Linked DNA regions of Mus musculus: region 1 is linked to region 2. The links are chromatin contacts, called in public promoter capture Hi-C maps. All regions are on one chromosome and are shown on one strand. Each heading gives the region's core, a stretch centred on a gene start, on an enhancer-like site or on the middle of the called end of the contact. The rest is flanking DNA. Distances are from core to core; before and after follow the strand shown.

Evidence for each region. Promoter capture Hi-C pulls out the DNA fragments that hold promoters and counts their contacts.
Region 1: a promoter capture Hi-C map of the HPC-7 cell line shows a contact between it and region 2, with 6 times the contacts expected there. The contact joins the promoter of Rad51d here to the promoter of Slfn3 in region 2. A contact is called at or near these places in 16 of 39 promoter capture datasets (the C10 cell line, the HPC-7 cell line, cranial neural crest and 10 more), 3 of 484 Hi-C or Micro-C datasets (CD4 T cells, bone marrow-derived macrophages and nephron progenitors), 11 of 115 datasets of contacts at active chromatin or transcription factors (the 230-238 cell line, CD8 T cells, the HPC-7 cell line and 7 more) and 4 of 9 other capture datasets (adipose tissue, embryonic stem cells, liver and 1 more).

Annotation. Positions count from the first base shown.
Region 1 is chr11:82,889,345-82,892,501 of GRCm38.p6, reverse strand. Rad51d (RAD51 paralog D) reads left to right here and starts at 1,878. Exons shown (of 10, transcript NM_011235.4): 1 at 1,878-2,164; 2 at 2,471-2,532; 3 at 2,692-2,810. The coding sequence starts at 2,083. Fndc8 (fibronectin type III domain containing 8) reads right to left here and starts at 357. Exons shown (of 4, transcript NM_030224.1): 1 at 102-357. The coding sequence starts at 307.
Region 2 is chr11:83,189,906-83,193,303 of GRCm38.p6, reverse strand. Slfn3 (schlafen 3) reads right to left here and starts at 1,974. Exons shown (of 3, transcript NM_011409.1): 1 at 1,896-1,974. Slfn4 (schlafen 4) reads right to left here. Exons shown (of 8, transcript NM_011410.3): 8 at 3,088-3,398.

The DNA of each region.
Region 1 (3,157 bases), core at 629-3,128, 300 kb after region 2:
GCATGGGGAACCTCCTGATATGTTCTTCCCTGAAGGACCCACCACAGTGGGCTGCAAAGCTTCTCCAGCCTTAGAAATGAGGACCCCAAATCGTGTCTTACATGACATCGGTGTTTTCTTCCTCTGAGAAGCTGGCCAAGCTGCGTCTTGACGGGAGCAGGAGGCCTTTGGTAGCCATGGACCGGTTAATAAACTTAGGATTTGGACAGGGCTTTGGCAGTTGGTCAATCACATTGATAACATTGAGGGCTTCCTTCTTCGGTACAGCCTCCTCTCCACCCCCCACTTTACAGAATACCGTCGCCATCTGGTGTGGGTGGGGCGCAGGGTTGCCACCACCCTCCAGGACAACCAGCTGGCAGGAAGCAGAGAAAAACTGAGGCAAAGGTCTCACCCTTCATTTGGGTGAGAAGGTTTGCAGTGCTCTGACTTCACAATCATCACAGAGTGTAACAATCGGGGGGCCAGCCTCCCCTTGATAGGAAGTTTGCTGTGCAGCTGGACAGACCAAACGCCTGGGTTAGGGGTGGGCTTGAGCCAAGAAAGAAACTTGATGGCCCCTTCCAGCACACATGACCCTCTCTAGGTCACGTTTGTGGTCACAACTACTCGGTCCTCTTCTGAGGACTTCAAAAGGCTTAATTGCCTGTGCCTCTTTAGAGCTGTCCAGGAAGGGGTAGCAGGCTAGTGGCACAGAGAACACCACTTGGCCTGAGCCAACCAGACTTTGAAGAGAAGGCCTTTGCCTACTGATACTTCTAAGGCTCTCTATCCTGGGATCTAAGCAGCAAATCCCACCATAGCCAGTAACGCAGGCACAGTGAAAGCTTACTGTGGGTTGTAGCTCACAGAGTAGCTGGTTTCAGGGCCAGGATTCCAAACACCTTGAAAGATTGAGAGACAATGGTGAACATGAGGAGATATTTCTAAAAATGAGCCCTGCAGCTGGATATGGACTGGAGATTCAGTTCTGTGCTTCCTATCTGTATAAATCAAAGAATAACAATCTTACTGAGCCCAAATTCCTTCAACTACAAAATACAGGCAGAAATAGAACCTCACTCGTGGGTTTTGTAAAACTGCTTTATTTCTTCCACTAGATGTGGTTAAAAAAATCAAAATAGTATTTTATATACTCAAGCATTTCCCTACTTCCATTAAAACCTCTGGAAAATGTTGGGCTAGACAAATGGCTAAGTGGTTAAGAGCACTGACTGCTCTCCCAGAAGACCAGTACCCACATGGTGGCTCTTAACCATCTGTAACTCCAGTCCAAGGGATCTGACCCTCTCTCTGGCTGCCTTGGGTACCAGGCATGCCAGGATTGCATAGACATCCATGCAGGCAAAACATCTATATACGTAAGATAGAACTTGATAAATTTGGAAAATATAGGGACACAGGTACTCTCTGTGAACTTCGCTGGATCTCAGCTTGATCATACAATCTGTAATGATCTGAATTGATCCACTTTCATTGTCTTCCTAACAAGAATGCTACTAGAAGTCAGGGATGCTTCACTCTGTAAATATTGAGTTAGGTAGAGTGAGTGTCCCCTAGCTTTGCAAATAGAGGCTGGTATACACAAGAGACTCGTTGGAAGACTCGCTGGACACACAAAATGTGTGTGTGTGTGTGTGTGTGTGTGTGTGTGTGTGTGTGTGTGTGTGTGTGTGTGTGTGTGTGTGTGTGTGTGTGTGTGTGTCGGTGTGTGTGCTTGTGTCTCTGTGCATGTATGTAAGCTCTAGGTGTGCTTGCAGGTGGCTGGCGCGAGTCGCAAAGCCTCTGTGTTTGCCCTCATGGTCAGCAGATGGCGCTGCAGGCCTGGCCTACAAAAGACGCTCCAGTCCCGGAACCCGGAAGCGTCGGCCGGAGGGGGCGGGCCTAGGGCGCCTAGAGTCTTGCGAGTTGGGAAGGGTTAGTGTCCCTCACCTCGACTTGCATCCTCTTCCCGCCCCTTCGTCCCGCGCTGGCACGCCAGGACCTTTTCCCTAAGTAGAACTGAGGAATGCCCAGAGTGGGGGACTCGGCGAGCGCCCAAGTGACAGAGAGCCCCCAGGGCATCCTGGGTTTGTAGGGACTATGGGCATGCTCAGGGCAGGGCTGTGCCCGGGCCTCACCGAGGAGACCGTCCAGCTTCTCAGAGGCCGAAAGATAAAAACAGGTGACCTCATGGGCACTACCCCGGGGGTCGGCACCGTGGTCGTGGTACACATACGGGGCCTTTTGCTCTAACAGGATGGCCGCACTCTTCCTCTGACTTTCTGAGGAAGCTGGGTTCGCAGGAGCCGAGGCAGAGGATTTTACTGAGTGCTGGGCCCTTTGCGGGGTCGGTCCTGCATCAGGGCCTGCGTGCTCGAGATAGGTAGTAGAATAAGACCTTAATCCCGTTTGACAACAGAGCAAAAGGCAAATGTGGCAAGGCTAAGCCATTCCTGCTGCCAATCACCTGCACCTGCTCTCTTTCCAGTGGCAGACCTGGCAGCTGCTGACTTGGAGGAAGTAGCCCAGAAGTGTGGCTTGTCCTACAAGGTGAGCTCGCGATCTGCAAGCTCCATTCCAACCCCTCTTCCAGCTGCGCCCCCACGCTGCAGGATCAGAGTTCCTTGGGATAGATGGGGGGGGGGGGGGGCGCTGCTCTGAGGGGGCAATCTGGCGGGCCTGGAGCCTGAGTGTCCGCCCTATTGGCAGGCCCTCGTTGCCCTGAGGAGGGTGTTGCTGGCGCAGTTCTCGGCTTTCCCCTTAAATGGCGCAGATCTCTATGAGGAACTGAAGACTTCCACGGCCATCCTGTCCACCGGCATCGGAAGGTTTGTATGCGAACCTGGACAAGGTGAAAGCAGAGACTGAGGCTTCAGAGGACGGGGCTGGTGAGGGCAGTCCAGAGCGGTAGAGGAACTGCAGGCGTGTGGACTCCTGAGTGTTTTTCCCTAGAGTAAAACTGTAGGGTTTCTTAGCCTCAACACAATTGATGGGGGGGGGGGGGGGGGAGGCAAGTCGTTATTTCCTGAGATAGAGATATCCTGTGCGTTGAGAGTCGTTTAACAGCATCCCTGGTCCTTCTCTACCCACCAGATGCCAAGATGCCCCCAGTTTTAATAATCAAAAAATGACTCAGTATCTCCAACAAGCTAACTTTTCCCAGTGAAGAGCCACT
Region 2 (3,398 bases), core at 725-3,224:
TGAGAGTTTACTCATCCATAAGGAAGAATGAAATGCATCATTACAGGAAAATGGGTGGAACCGAGGATTATATGTCATGAGTCATACAGAAAGACAAGTATTGGGTATTTGCTTTTACATGCAGTATACAGCTTTTTGAAAAGATTTTTTTGAATTAATTTTTTTATTAGGTATTTTCCTCATTTACATTTCCAATGCTATCCAAAAAGTCCCCAATACACTCCCCCACCCCATTCCCCTACCCACCCACTCCCACTTTTTGGCCCTGGAGTTCCCCTGTACTGGGGCATATAAAGTTTGCAAGTCCAATGGGCCTCTCTTTCCATTGATGGCAGACTAGGCCATCTTTTGATACATATGCAGCTAGAGACAAGAGCTCTGGGGTACTGGTTAGTTCATAATGTTGTTCCACCTATAGGGTTGCAGATCCCTTTAGCTCCTTGGGTACTTTGTCTAGCTCCTCCATTGGGGGCCCTGTGATCCATCCAATAGCTGACTGTGAGCATCCACTATTGAAAAGATTTTTTAAAGTTTTATTTTTATTCTATGGACATTGGTGTTTTGCCTGCATGTGTGAGGGAGTCAAATCCCCTGGAACAGGAGTTACAGACTGTTGTGAGCTGCCATGTGGATGCTGGGATCCTTTGGAAGAACAACCAGTCTTCTTAACCACTGAGCCATCCCTTCAGCCCCATCATATAGCTTTTAAAGGGTATGAAAGCACTAGGGAGACTTATGTAGGAAGAGGTCTATCATGTGGGTGGAGGGACAAGGGAGAGTAAAGAGGAACCCATGACCAAAGGACATTCCACAGATGATAATATTACATTGAAACACTTAATTCAGTGCAATTTAATACCAATTAATAAGAAAGAGGCTCATGAGATTGGAAAAACATCGCCATCAACAACACATCAACTTTCCTTCGGACTTTCTATTTGAGGTCTTTGGAAGCTGTAGTTGCCTTTGCTGTTTGAACACTAGAGGGCACTGACAGCTAAAATGACAACTACAGAACCAACCTTACAGTAATAAGAGTTGGTTGGTTGGAAGGCTAAGGTGGGGCATTACAGTGACTTGGCCTATATCACATAAATGCAACTTTCCTCACGGGGCCACTGTGGTTGGGTAGTCTGTCCTACACCTGCTCAGGCAGGCTCCTTTCCTCAACCTCTTCTGGCATGGTTCCTGTCCTCTACCTCTTCTGGCATGGCTGAACTCTGCTCCTTTCCTCTCGCTTCTTGGCAGGAAAATCCTAAAAGTCCCCCCTTTGTCTGCCCTGCCCAGGCATTGACTGTGGGCATCGTTACTTACCAACCAGAACCAACTGGGGGCAGCCACGAAAACTCTTGACCAAACTCAATGCAGTAAAGAGTGCATTTTATACAGGGCTTTTAATATGAAGTTTCCTCCCCCCCCCCCTATTTCATATATAGGCTAACTTATAATTGGATTTTTAAAACCTTCAGGTTGGATTTTAAAGTTAGCCTGGATGTGGAGGAAGGGAGGGCCAGCCAGGCGATACAGAAGGGACTCATGTGAGCATTGTGGCAGAAACTAAAACCACATGCTGGTCGCCTTGTCCTTTCTAGACAGCCTTCAGGGAGGGTGACTAATTACAGGAGCGGATATATTCAAAACATCGCTCAGGCCTCATGATTATTTTCTGTGTTTCCTTCTCTTGCTCTCCATGATCTGAGGATATTGTTCCTTCCGCACTGGTCAGTTTCTTCTAAAGAGGCCCCTGTGTGATTTCAGTTATATAGCAGGACTTTCTGACCCAGAAGCGGTACAAATGATGACACAGAGGCTTTTGGGTATTTTAAAGCTTAAGCCTATAGCTGGGCAGATTCCCAACCAACTTTCTAGTTCATCCCGATTAGTCCTGGCATTACCTTCCATGTGTGGCCAGCTCTGTGTCTCTGCTCCTGTTCAGGTCCGTCTTTCATCTCCGAGGCCCCAGGCATTTTTGGCGCGCCTTTGCTTTCTTTTACCAGAGTCCCTCCCCCAGGAAGTTCTGTCATCCACTTCCTGCCCAGCTCCGGTGAGGGTGGGAGGCAGAAATCAGAGTGGCTAAGGACCTTGCACAGTCATCAGTGTTCCAATGTCTAGCTGCACAGCTAAGCTGAGAATTCCCCAGGATGCCTGGCACTCTAGGGATTATGCAAGGATGCCTCTGAAACAGAGTGCTGTCCATTACATTCTCCTAGTCAGACTGGCTAAACCTCTGTGGGACACTTGCTTCAGTCCCTAAAATGTAGCATTATAAAAAATTAGCAGGTCATAAAAGTATCTGTGTGTAGCTGGGGGGCTGGGTGTTCACAGCTACACCACCATGTGGAGGTCAGAAGACAACTGGCTCGAGTCAATTTTCTCTCTCTCCTGCACAGAGATCCCTGGGGCTGGGCTCCTCAGGCAAGGTGGGAGCTGCCTCCATCCACTGAGCCATCACTTCACTGGCTCCCACTCTTAAGTCTTTCCCCAAGGTTTGTCCTGTTGACCTGAAAACCTGACTCTGCAGCCAAGCATGCCATTACTAGGACTCCATTGCTCTTTCCCAGTTCATGTCCCTACCCAGGTCTCTGCCCCACACTGTTACAGTCATCCTTTACTTGGGTTCCTCCTTCTGACTTTCCTATGTTAATCCAGCTCCTGACCTGATACCCAAAGAGGCTGACATTAGGCAGGCAGCTGCTGCTTTTGTTGAAACTCTCTGCCAATGATCCTCCCGTGAGTTCCCGTAGCTTTGAGAGTGCAACAACTTCCTAGGTCATACATGATGTGTCCCACTACTCTCACGACTTCACACTGATGTCACCTCCATGAAACAAGTGTTTCTAATGTGTCTCAGCCCCAGTGGCTGTTGTGTGGAGGCAGAATGGTAGGGTGATCTCTAGTCCAGCTACTGTGACAGGTGTCACGAGGTGCTCATGCAGCTATGATAATGTGTCTTCTCACTTCCTTGGTCTTCAAAGGTCTAGGCCATAACTCTGAAAACCACAATCGCAAATCTTCAAAACAACTAAAACCCCAAAGCCAGAAAAACTTATCCTGGAAAAACAATAAGAATTCTTTAAGAGAATTTGATGACGTTTTGTTAAGATCATTTATTTTAGAAATATTAAAATGGCAGAACCTTTGTTATCCAAATTTTTTTATGTATAACTTCTCAGTTAATAATGAAGCTTTGTTGAAGAAAGATACAAGTAGAAGAACTGTATTCATAAAAACACAGATCTGAGGACAGAGCACATGAAAAAATGAAGTATATTTTAAAGATGAATTGTATTGATAAAGAAATAGATCAGAGCAGAACATGGCTAAGGATAATGGGGCCTGTGAACACCCAACTCATAGCCCCCATTATCAGAACTGTCGTGATGGGCAACCAGTCTTTT